Linked DNA regions of Mus musculus: region 1 is linked to region 2. A link is a contact called in public HiChIP or PLAC-seq data. All regions are on one chromosome and are shown on one strand. The core of a region is the stretch at or near the end of the contact, and the rest is flanking DNA. Distances in the headings are between cores, read along the strand shown. Region 1 holds the start of Cdk10 (cyclin-dependent kinase 10). Region 2 overlaps Ankrd11 (ankyrin repeat domain 11).

Region 1 (4,666 bases), core at 1,578-4,077, 290 kb before region 2:
GGAAGATGCTAGAGGGAAAAGAGAAAATGTGTGGTATCTTCTATTTTCTTCCTAGTAGGTAAAGAGTCTGCCCGCTGAAGGAATGCTAACCCTGGGAGATGACGGACCCTATTGTGTGGGACAGGCTCAGGAAACCACACACCTCTCCAGGTGGTTGCCCACAACCACCTCCTTCAGCTCCACAATGTTTGGATGGCGGAGACGCAAGAGCAGTGTGATCTCACGCAGGCTGCTGATGGGGATGCCTGTAACCCAAGGTGCTCAGTGAGTGCCACCCGGGACACCACACATCCTGTCCTCCCGTCAGGGACAATTACGGTGACACCAACACCGTTCTTACTCTTGAATTCATTACAGATGTAGATTTGGAGGGTGACAATGACCTCCCTAGAGGACAGGGGCAAAAGGGTTTGGAGAGAATATACAATTTTACAGCTGGCCAAGGTGAGGAAGGTCTGGAAGGACTCAGGGAGCTCAGGTTCCGGCTGCGGTGACAGACTGTGGTGACAGGCTGGGCCAGCTCCCTAACTGCAATGCACACGCCCTCCGTAGCGTCAGTCCTGAGGAACCTCAGATGACCTGTGCTTGTGCGCCTCCCTGCTTGGATGCCCGAGCAGGCAGGGTACTCCTGCATCCTGCCCCCAGCTTACCATCCTTCTCTTTGTCCATCCGCACCTTCTTCAGGGCGACAATTTCATCTGTCTGGGTATCCCTGGCCCGATCTGAAACAGGAGCACACATGCAATGGAGCCTACCTCAAACCATCAAACTCTCTTAAGAGTTTGCTGAAATTCTTCTTTTTCTCTGACAACATAATGTCCAGCAACACTTGGTCCTTCTTCCGTTCCCAAGATGTGAGCTTGGGAATTCTCATTTGAGCTGGGTTGGGAGTTAGTGGAAACCTGGCCATCAGCAACTCAAGTGGAGAGGAGCTCTCCAAGCAATCTCTCACACAGCCTACTGCTCTGAGTTCACTTATGCAATATTACAGCACCACGGAAGGTGATCTACCTAGGGGGAAAGACTTACTTTATATGATAACGGCTTACAAATACTTATCAAAAGCCTCACAGCTCTGGAGCTGCAGGGAGCTTTGGAAAGTAGTGCATTTTACTGATCAGGTATCTCCATTCCATAGCTACACACATGGATTGCTGACATTTGCAATCCGAGGCTTATGTTTAAGCATCACACCAGTATAGAGTGTGAGCCTTCCAGTCCCCACAGAGCTCTTTCATGACCACTCACACACGATGCCATAGGTGCCCTCGCCAATCCGGTTCAGCTTCTCAAACTCCTTAACGCTTCGGCATCTTCCCAGCTGAAAGAGAGAGGCAGCCAGTGTGGGGATCTGGAAGCTAACCACACAAGTGACAAGTCTCACCCATACCTGGCACTGAGAAACGTGCTTGCATCTTGCTTACCAAACAGAAAAGCAACCATGTATTTGGAATTTTCTGATGAGTGAAGGGGACAGATACCACTGGAATCACTTTGAAATACTGAAGCATACTGAAGATGGCCTAAGTATCCCCTCCAACCCAGTGTTCCAAATGTCTGCTGTCTAGTACCAAATGGCCACAAGCCATGGGCACAAACACCTCTGTGCAGGAGAATCCGGCCTTCAACAGGGAGTGCCAACTTTTCATGTGTGAGGTGCCTTTCTAAGTGCATTAGCTAAGCATTCCTTGGGTACAGAAGGACCAGAGCAAGCTTAGGATTCTATTCCACCAGCCCCCTGCTGGCTTCCCGACTCTTAACTGCCCTGCCCTGGGTTCTGTTACTCTGATACCTGATGGCCCCCACGATCCACTCTGAGCTCCCTCCCTCCCTCCCTCTCCTCGAGGATCCCTGTTCACTTCGAAATTCCATTCACCAGGATTTTGTGCTGCCACCTGAGTGTGGTATACCATTCCTTGTCAGATCTGCCCAAATTTTGGCAACACTTCCTGGTCCAAAACAAATGTCAACTCTTCTACAAACTTCTTACAGAATACTCCTTTTCTCCAAAGTCTCCACTATTTTATATCTCGGCTTATTTCTGAGTCCAGGTCTCACTCTGTAGCCCAGGCTCCCCTCCAAAGTGGAGTGACCATCCTGCCTCAACTCCCTGACTGGGATTACCAGTGTGGACCACCACGCAGGACTCTGACATTTTTGACTTAAGGGACCACTGCACACGTGCATTTTCTCCCCCTTTAAGAACGGCTTTCGCAACCTCGGCTTCCAGTGCAGTGCTCTGAGTTAACTAGTTGTTAAGTGTTGTCTCGTGCCTTGTGCTCTGAGGCTCTTAGTTAATGTGCCTTGGCCTCGCAAAGCATAAACAAGAAGTTAAAAATACGTGGGCTGCGGCAAAACCTCTTCCCACCAAACGTCTACTGGAGCAGAAATCGGAGCCCCTTAAGGTTCACCTTCACATCACACAAAAGAGACAAGACTGTGGGTAACGCCAGGTGAGACCCCCGCGGCTGCAGGTGCCACCGGGAACCTCCCACTCTTCTCGCCCTTGGTCGCTCGTCCTCGGTCCCACCCCGCCCCAGCCTCTGGGCTGCCGATTTCTGCCCACGCCGCGGCAAACTCGGGGACTGCCGTTCCCCCTCCGACGCTGGAACCTCAAACTTGAACGCGACACGGAACGCCCCGGTGCGCTTCAGTCTGGCCCTGCCACTCAGCGCCGCACGAGTGGCACCCCGTCGCACCCTGTGTTCTGGAGGCACGGTGAAGAAACCTTCCTTACGGATACACTTCAATCGGATCTGATCCGACTCCAGGTCCACCTCTGCCATGCCCAAGCCGCTGCCGCCCTCTTCCAGCGCGCAGGCGTAACGCCCCTCGGCGCAGGCGCATGACGTACTTCCGGTTTGTTCTGGACTTGGGGACGGAATCCGCTCGGAGCGCAGAGGCTCTGTTGTCTTTTAGCGTTAGATGCAGACACACTTCTACAAAGCTGCTCAAAGTACCATCTGTAGGCCAGCCTGCAGAAGACTCAGATTGGTTTTGATCAACTGGAGGAAAATGCGTCTCTTCCCTGTTTGCCATTTAAGTGAGACCAATTCCAGCGATCAGCCGTGCTTTCTGCCCTTCCAGACCACCACTGCTGAGAGCTATGCTTTCTGATAGTGGTTGGGTACATTCTCCGAAAGCTGGATGTGTGGGAACCCAGTCATTCCCGAGGCCAACCTCGTCCCCATCACTAGCCCAGGACAAGACGGAAGGAAACCTTGTACAGCCCGGGCAGCGTACACGAGAAAATGAAGATAATTAATGTACTGACCACTGGAGAGCAACTCTAGTCCAAGTGGTTCTTGGAGGTTGCACTCACTCAGCTTTTTTTGTTTGTTTGTTTGTTTTGCCAGGCAATAAGAGTGCCCGGCTGCTGGGATTTGAACCTGGTCCCTTCTGTCTGGAGCTCTGCACCCTTAATCGGTGAGCTAGTGCTGCAAGACTTGCACTTAGCTCTTGTACTGAGTAATGAACTCAGAACACCAATTGGCTCTGATCATCTGTGGAGGGTTTATATAGATTAGGAAGATGAATGTTCCTGCTTCTAAATGGCCAGAGTGCAGGTCCATGTGGGCACTATACTTAGGTTAATGCAAGCAGATTAGTTGGTGTTTGGACACAGTGCCATATGCCTGTAATCATAGCACTCTGGAGACTGAGGCCAGAAGATTCTGAGTTCAAAGCTAGAATGGGGTGCATAGCCTATCTTAAAAGGCTTTCAGTAGTGTGTCAATAAATCATGCCGGGCGTGGTGGCGCACGCCTTTAATCTCAGCACTTGAGAGGCAGAGGCAGGCAGATTTCTGAGTTGGAGGCCAGCCTGGTCTACAAAGTGAGTTCCAGGACAGCTAGGGCTATACAGAGAAACCCTGTCTCGAAAAAAACCAAAAAGAAAAAAAAGTCATAAATAATAATACTGTAAGATTTCTAATGGATTGTTTGCTATCTTACATTTCTTTTTAACTTTGGAATTCAGCTTTCCTCTGGGCACACTGTCACCTGTAATTGCAGCAGTCAAGAGGTTGAGGCTGCATGTTCAAGGCTGGCCTGGGCTATATACTGAGTTCTAATCCAGACTGGATTGGATGTGAGACCCTATCCCTGTTTCAGAACTCCAGCTGGGATTGTAGCTCAGTGGTGGAGCGCCTGCCTAGCATTGGGTCAAGTCCTAGGCTCACTCCTTAGCACTACATACACAAAGTTTTTTTTTTTTTTTTGCTTTTGCTTTTGTTTTTGTTTTTGTTTTTTTGAGACAGGGTTTCTCTGTGTAGCCCTGGCTGTCCTGGAACTCACTTTGTAGACCAGGCTGGTCTTGAACTCAGAAATCTGCCTGCCTCTGCCTCCCGAGTGCTCGGATTAAAGGCGTGTCTCACCACTGCCTGACTACAAAGCAATTTTAAAGTTAGTGGCTTGCAGACAGTTCCATTAGGCTCCAGCAACAGCAACAGCAACCTAGCAACAGCTTATGTCATCATCTGCCATCATGTGAGAGCCAGGCCTGTTTGAGGATTGCTAACACCCCAGCTTTCTCTTACCTCCTATGCTCTCTCCCTCCTTCTTCATTCTCTCTTTCTCTATCCCCACATGTTCCTGGCTGGCTTCTTCCCTTCTCTCTCTTCCTCTCTTTCTCTCTTTACCCTTCCCCACTTTGCCTCTGCCCCTTC
Region 2 (4,270 bases), core at 1,481-3,980:
CTATAGTCTCTGGAACTAGAATTATAGGTGGTTATGAACTTCCACAGCAAATGCTCTTAACCACTGGGTCATTTCTCTAGCCTCCTCATTAATAATTTAAAAAAAAAGTCGTACCATTGTAGGCATATATTTTTAGGTAATGGAAAGGAAAGGTTTTTAGGACATGGGGGAAGTAGACCTGTTTAATAATGGTTCTTTGGGCTCTTTGGGGCAATTCCAGTCTTTGTTGTTCTTAGTCCAGTCCACTAGCAAACACCAAACGCAAATCAGCAAGGGAAGTTCAATCCAGAAGAAACTGAAACTCACCAGCAGGCCTGAGTCTGGGGAAGCAGCAAGAACGCCACAGGAGTCTCATGAGAAGGTCTTTGGTGAGTTTCTCTCTATGGAGACACCACAAGCAAAGCTCACCAACTCTGTGTAGAGTGAATTGATACAAGTGCTTTTGTGAGCTCCAGTGACCTCCCACTGTTGGTGGGCGTCATATTTATTCCTTCTAAACATCATGCATCCTTCTGTGTGTCTGCTTTAGCAAAACATTCTTTCACCTGTGTACCTCAGCAAAACATCATTATAAGTCTCCAAAGAAAGCAGAAATTTCAACTTTATATCATAGACTATTTATTGCTTACAATCTATAATGCAATTTAAACAAAGATAGTGACCAGATGTTTGAGGATAAAAACAATGCTGTATGCTTGTTAGACTCCTGTAGTCTGCCCTGCACAGCAGTCATGCAGGCAGGCCCATAATGAGTGCCTACATTTACCAGGTCTCACTTTGGGCCTGGCTCCTGGCTGGGCCCTTCTTGAACCTATTAGTCTTTTTCTGATCACAGTTCTCTTTCCTCTCTGGCCATACACTTGCCAGCAGTGCTCATTTGGGTATAGAGAAAATAGGAACAGCTAAAGGCAGAGCACTCTCAGTGTTTTGAACATTGGTTTTTGTTTTGTTTTTGTGATCTTGGGCAAGTCAGTTAGCATTTCTTGAGCACCATTGTCATACCTTTGGAGCAAGGACAGTCGTTCTTTCTGCTTGGTCCTTTTATTGAACTATATGAACTATTGAATACCTAGCTTCATGGAATTGGTTTCCCCCTGTGAATGATAGGGCTGAGTTGGACACTACTGATAGGTAGCTGTCACTATAGCCATGCCTACTCATACACAAAGGATCCACGTGTGCTTATTAAATGACGAGGCATCTTTACCCACATTTTTATATTTTGTTTCTCAATGGAGTATTGCCATGCCATTCCACCACCAAACACACATGTCTGAGACAGGGCCTTACCCTGTTGTGCAGACTGAATTGGGACCCAAATAGTCTAACCTAGGCTGACCTTTATCTTGTAACAGCCCCTGCCTTAGCCTCCTAACACTAGGATTATGGATGTGAGCCACTGTCCCAGCCCTGTTGACTTATCATAATGAATTTGTTTCACAGTACTGCTGCTATATCTCTGGGGGTCAAGTTCTAGGTTGGTTTCAGTGCCTTGTTGATAGTTCAAACTCAGAAATAACCTTTAGGCAGTCAGGAGTTGTCAAAGGACACCCAGGTGGTAATGGGAATGTTTCTTACTGAGTCCTTACCAACCTAGATTGTCATTCACGTAGGAACAGTGTACACACACAGAGAGTTAACAGTGTGTGTGTGTGTGTGAATGTGTGTGTGTATATATGTGCGTGTGCGCGCACGCCACCATGCCTGGAACAGTATAGGTCAGCTTTAATTCGAGGCACAAATGAGCAACTAAATGGAAACTTCATTCATTGGACACTTCATGCCCTTAGATGGGATGTCCGAACCTTCTAAGGGCATGAAGGTCATGTAGCAGTTTTTTGCATGGCCACCTCTATTTGTTTGGGGAGGGGTAGTTTGTTTGTATTCTGGTTTTTTTTTTTTTTTTTTTTTTTTTTTTTTTTTTGTGATGATACATACTACTTCAGTATCCTTTCTTAACAACTGTGTTAACAGGTTTTTCTGAGAACACCAAGGGAGGGAAGGGGAGGGAGGGAGAGGGAGGTTGGGTGAGGGGAGCAAGTGCCATCTCTGAGATGGCCTGCAGAGCCCTTATGCCCTCCTTATGAGCAGGGTCACAGGTGCTTGTGTGCTGTGGTGTTGAGCTCTTCCCCGGCCTCACCAAGGACAGGGCTGGCGTAAGGCAGTGCTTGGTCCGTGGAGGATGCAGGAGAGATCCGTGTCGTGTTCACAGAGGCAGTTTTTCAGTTTTCTTTTCTTTGAAATTCGAGGTAAGGAAGAAAGGGAGGATCTTTAGATTCTGGGCCAAGAGACTGTTTTCAGCATTTAATGTAAAGCTTATTGCATGTAAGTTTTAATTTTTAAAGATGTTTATCTTGGAATAGTTGAGTGAATAAAAGTGTAGATTTCAGCTCCACATTCCATTTGTTATTTAGGGGTACAACCTGAGATAAGCCTTCCCTTGCTTATGCAAACTTTGGATTCATTACTACTACCAGAAGCCAGCCTTGTCTCAGTATTTGCTGCTCTGTCCTCCTCTTAGCCAGGGCAGTGGTAACTCTTTGCTGGCAAATACAAAGACTTTGTTGAGTTTGGATATCTTGGTCCTGTTGGGTGGTGTATCCTGAGATGCTGTTGACCGTCATTAATACTAGATTCCTGGGTTGGTGCTCTGTATCTCTAATGTCAGCACTGAGGCTGGGGGAGGAGACTGAGAATGGTAAAGCAGCCTGGGCTGCTCCTGTGACTGTGTGACTAGGTCCTTCCTGTTGTCGTCTTTGTGTTCAGCTGCCGTGACAGACCAGGCTCTGGCTCTTCCTTTGAGTCTCTGCAGAGACAGAAGGGCTCTTTCTGCTTACGTTATAAAGTAAGATGTGAATCATATACTCTTCCTTAAACTCCCATTTCTGTTTAATGCACCCCCCCCCCACCAATATGCCATCAATAAATAAACCATGAGAAACAAGATTTAAAAAACAAAAAAACACAAACCAACCACTCTTATCCCTGTGAATGAAGCAAAGAAGGATGCCCATGCTTTGTTAGTTCAGTGCCGTGGTGACATGTACCAGTGTCCAGAAGGCATGCTTGGGAGTCTGCTGTGCTCAAGACTGTCAGCACGCACCTAGACAGAGCCTTTAGTACCCAGCTGGTTAATTGGGTAGATTCGTACCAGATGGTCATAGGGCTTTGTTCCTGAGAAATAGAGCAGGTAAGACATTGCTTTCCCTTTGTCAGTCACATTGTGCTTGCTAAGAATCTGTCTGTAAGCATGAGTGCAGTTGTGTGGGTCTTGGCTTGAGGGAAGAGAGAGAGCTGTATGTGGAATAACCTAGAAGGAATGAGGGCTTGTTTTGTTCCCCTTCTTGTGTCTGTTGAGCCACTTTCATTGTAGTGCTAGCAGCTTTGGATATTAAGGCTCCTCTTTTCATAAATGAGCCTGTCTCTGTCCCTCATATTTAAACAAACACCCCGATAGCTTCAGAAAAGAAGTACTCACCATGGCCATCTGCTGCTGGCAGTCTCCATGGGCTGCTCATGGGAAGGTATATTTTTGGTCTGGATGTTTAGCTCCCATGATTCTGACCTTTATGCTTTGGGCAGTGAAGGGTATGGGAGTGCTGAGCTGCCCTGTGGCCCAGTGTCTTGACAAACTGCCTGTCATGCTACACCTGTGTTGGTTTAAGATGTCAGGGAGACAAACACCTGACAAAAAGCACTGCATGGAAGGGGTTGTTTTGGCCCACAGTTCAGTGGTGCATTTAGAAGCAGAGTGTGCAGTGGGTGGGTCATGTTTGGTTTGAGAAGTTCAGGGTCAGTTGACTTTGAGCATCCTGTATGCCGTTCTATATTTACCCAGTCTTTCTGATTTTATCCAGTCTGCTGGATATTTAGAGCATCCTGTTGTGATTTAACTCCGCCCATAGCATAGACTGACTTCCACCCTGTGGTCTTTCTGCTCTAACCTCCTCATTGCAGAGATGACAGGTATGATCCTGGCTCGTTGTGTGACACTCTGGTGTACTTGGGAGGTGGGGACAAGAGGATTCCTGCCTGCTTGAGGCCAACTTAGGCTTTATAGTGATAATGGCAATAATTTTCATTTTCCTGTTAGCAGATGATACTGATCATTTGTCATGAACCTATCTGGAGAAATGCAGGCTCAGCTATTTATCTTCTTTACTGAGGCATCTTGCCTGTGGTATCATTTGTCCATTTTTAAAAACTAGGTATCAAGCCGGGATGCTGAAGTGCTTACTATACAAGTGTGCGTACCAGTGGATGGGCCTGC

What was found. HiChIP or PLAC-seq counts read pairs in DNA pulled down with a chosen protein or histone mark.
Region 1: a contact with region 2 is called in an H3K4me3 HiChIP or PLAC-seq map of bone marrow-derived macrophages, with 2.3 times the contacts expected there. The contact joins the promoter of Cdk10 here to the enhancer-like site in region 2. A contact is called at or near these places in 1 of 39 promoter capture datasets (pre-B cells), 6 of 115 datasets of contacts at active chromatin or transcription factors (bone marrow-derived macrophages, effector CD8 T cells, fetal liver and 3 more) and 2 of 9 other capture datasets (adipose tissue and liver).

The regions. Positions count from the first base shown.
Region 1 is chr8:123,223,002-123,227,667 of GRCm38.p6, reverse strand. Cdk10 (cyclin-dependent kinase 10) reads right to left here and starts at 2,827. Exons shown (of 13, transcript NM_194446.2): 1 at 2,700-2,827; 2 at 1,249-1,321; 3 at 651-722; 4 at 143-245; 5 at 1-8. The coding sequence starts at 2,786.
Region 2 is chr8:122,937,246-122,941,515 of GRCm38.p6, reverse strand. All of the region lies in intron 2 of Ankrd11 (ankyrin repeat domain 11), which reads left to right. Gm39272 (a long non-coding RNA gene) reads right to left here. Exons shown (of 3, transcript XR_879314.3): 1 at 2,141-4,270; 2 at 307-380. Among named protein-coding and RNA genes, the nearest start is that of Gm39272, 5.6 kb to the right of the region's middle. Within about 2 kb of position 2,730, at least 63 of the 459 cell types and tissues checked have an H3K27ac peak or open chromatin away from gene starts, as enhancers often do. A contact at or near this core is called in bone marrow-derived macrophages, effector CD8 T cells and pre-B cells, where this site is marked.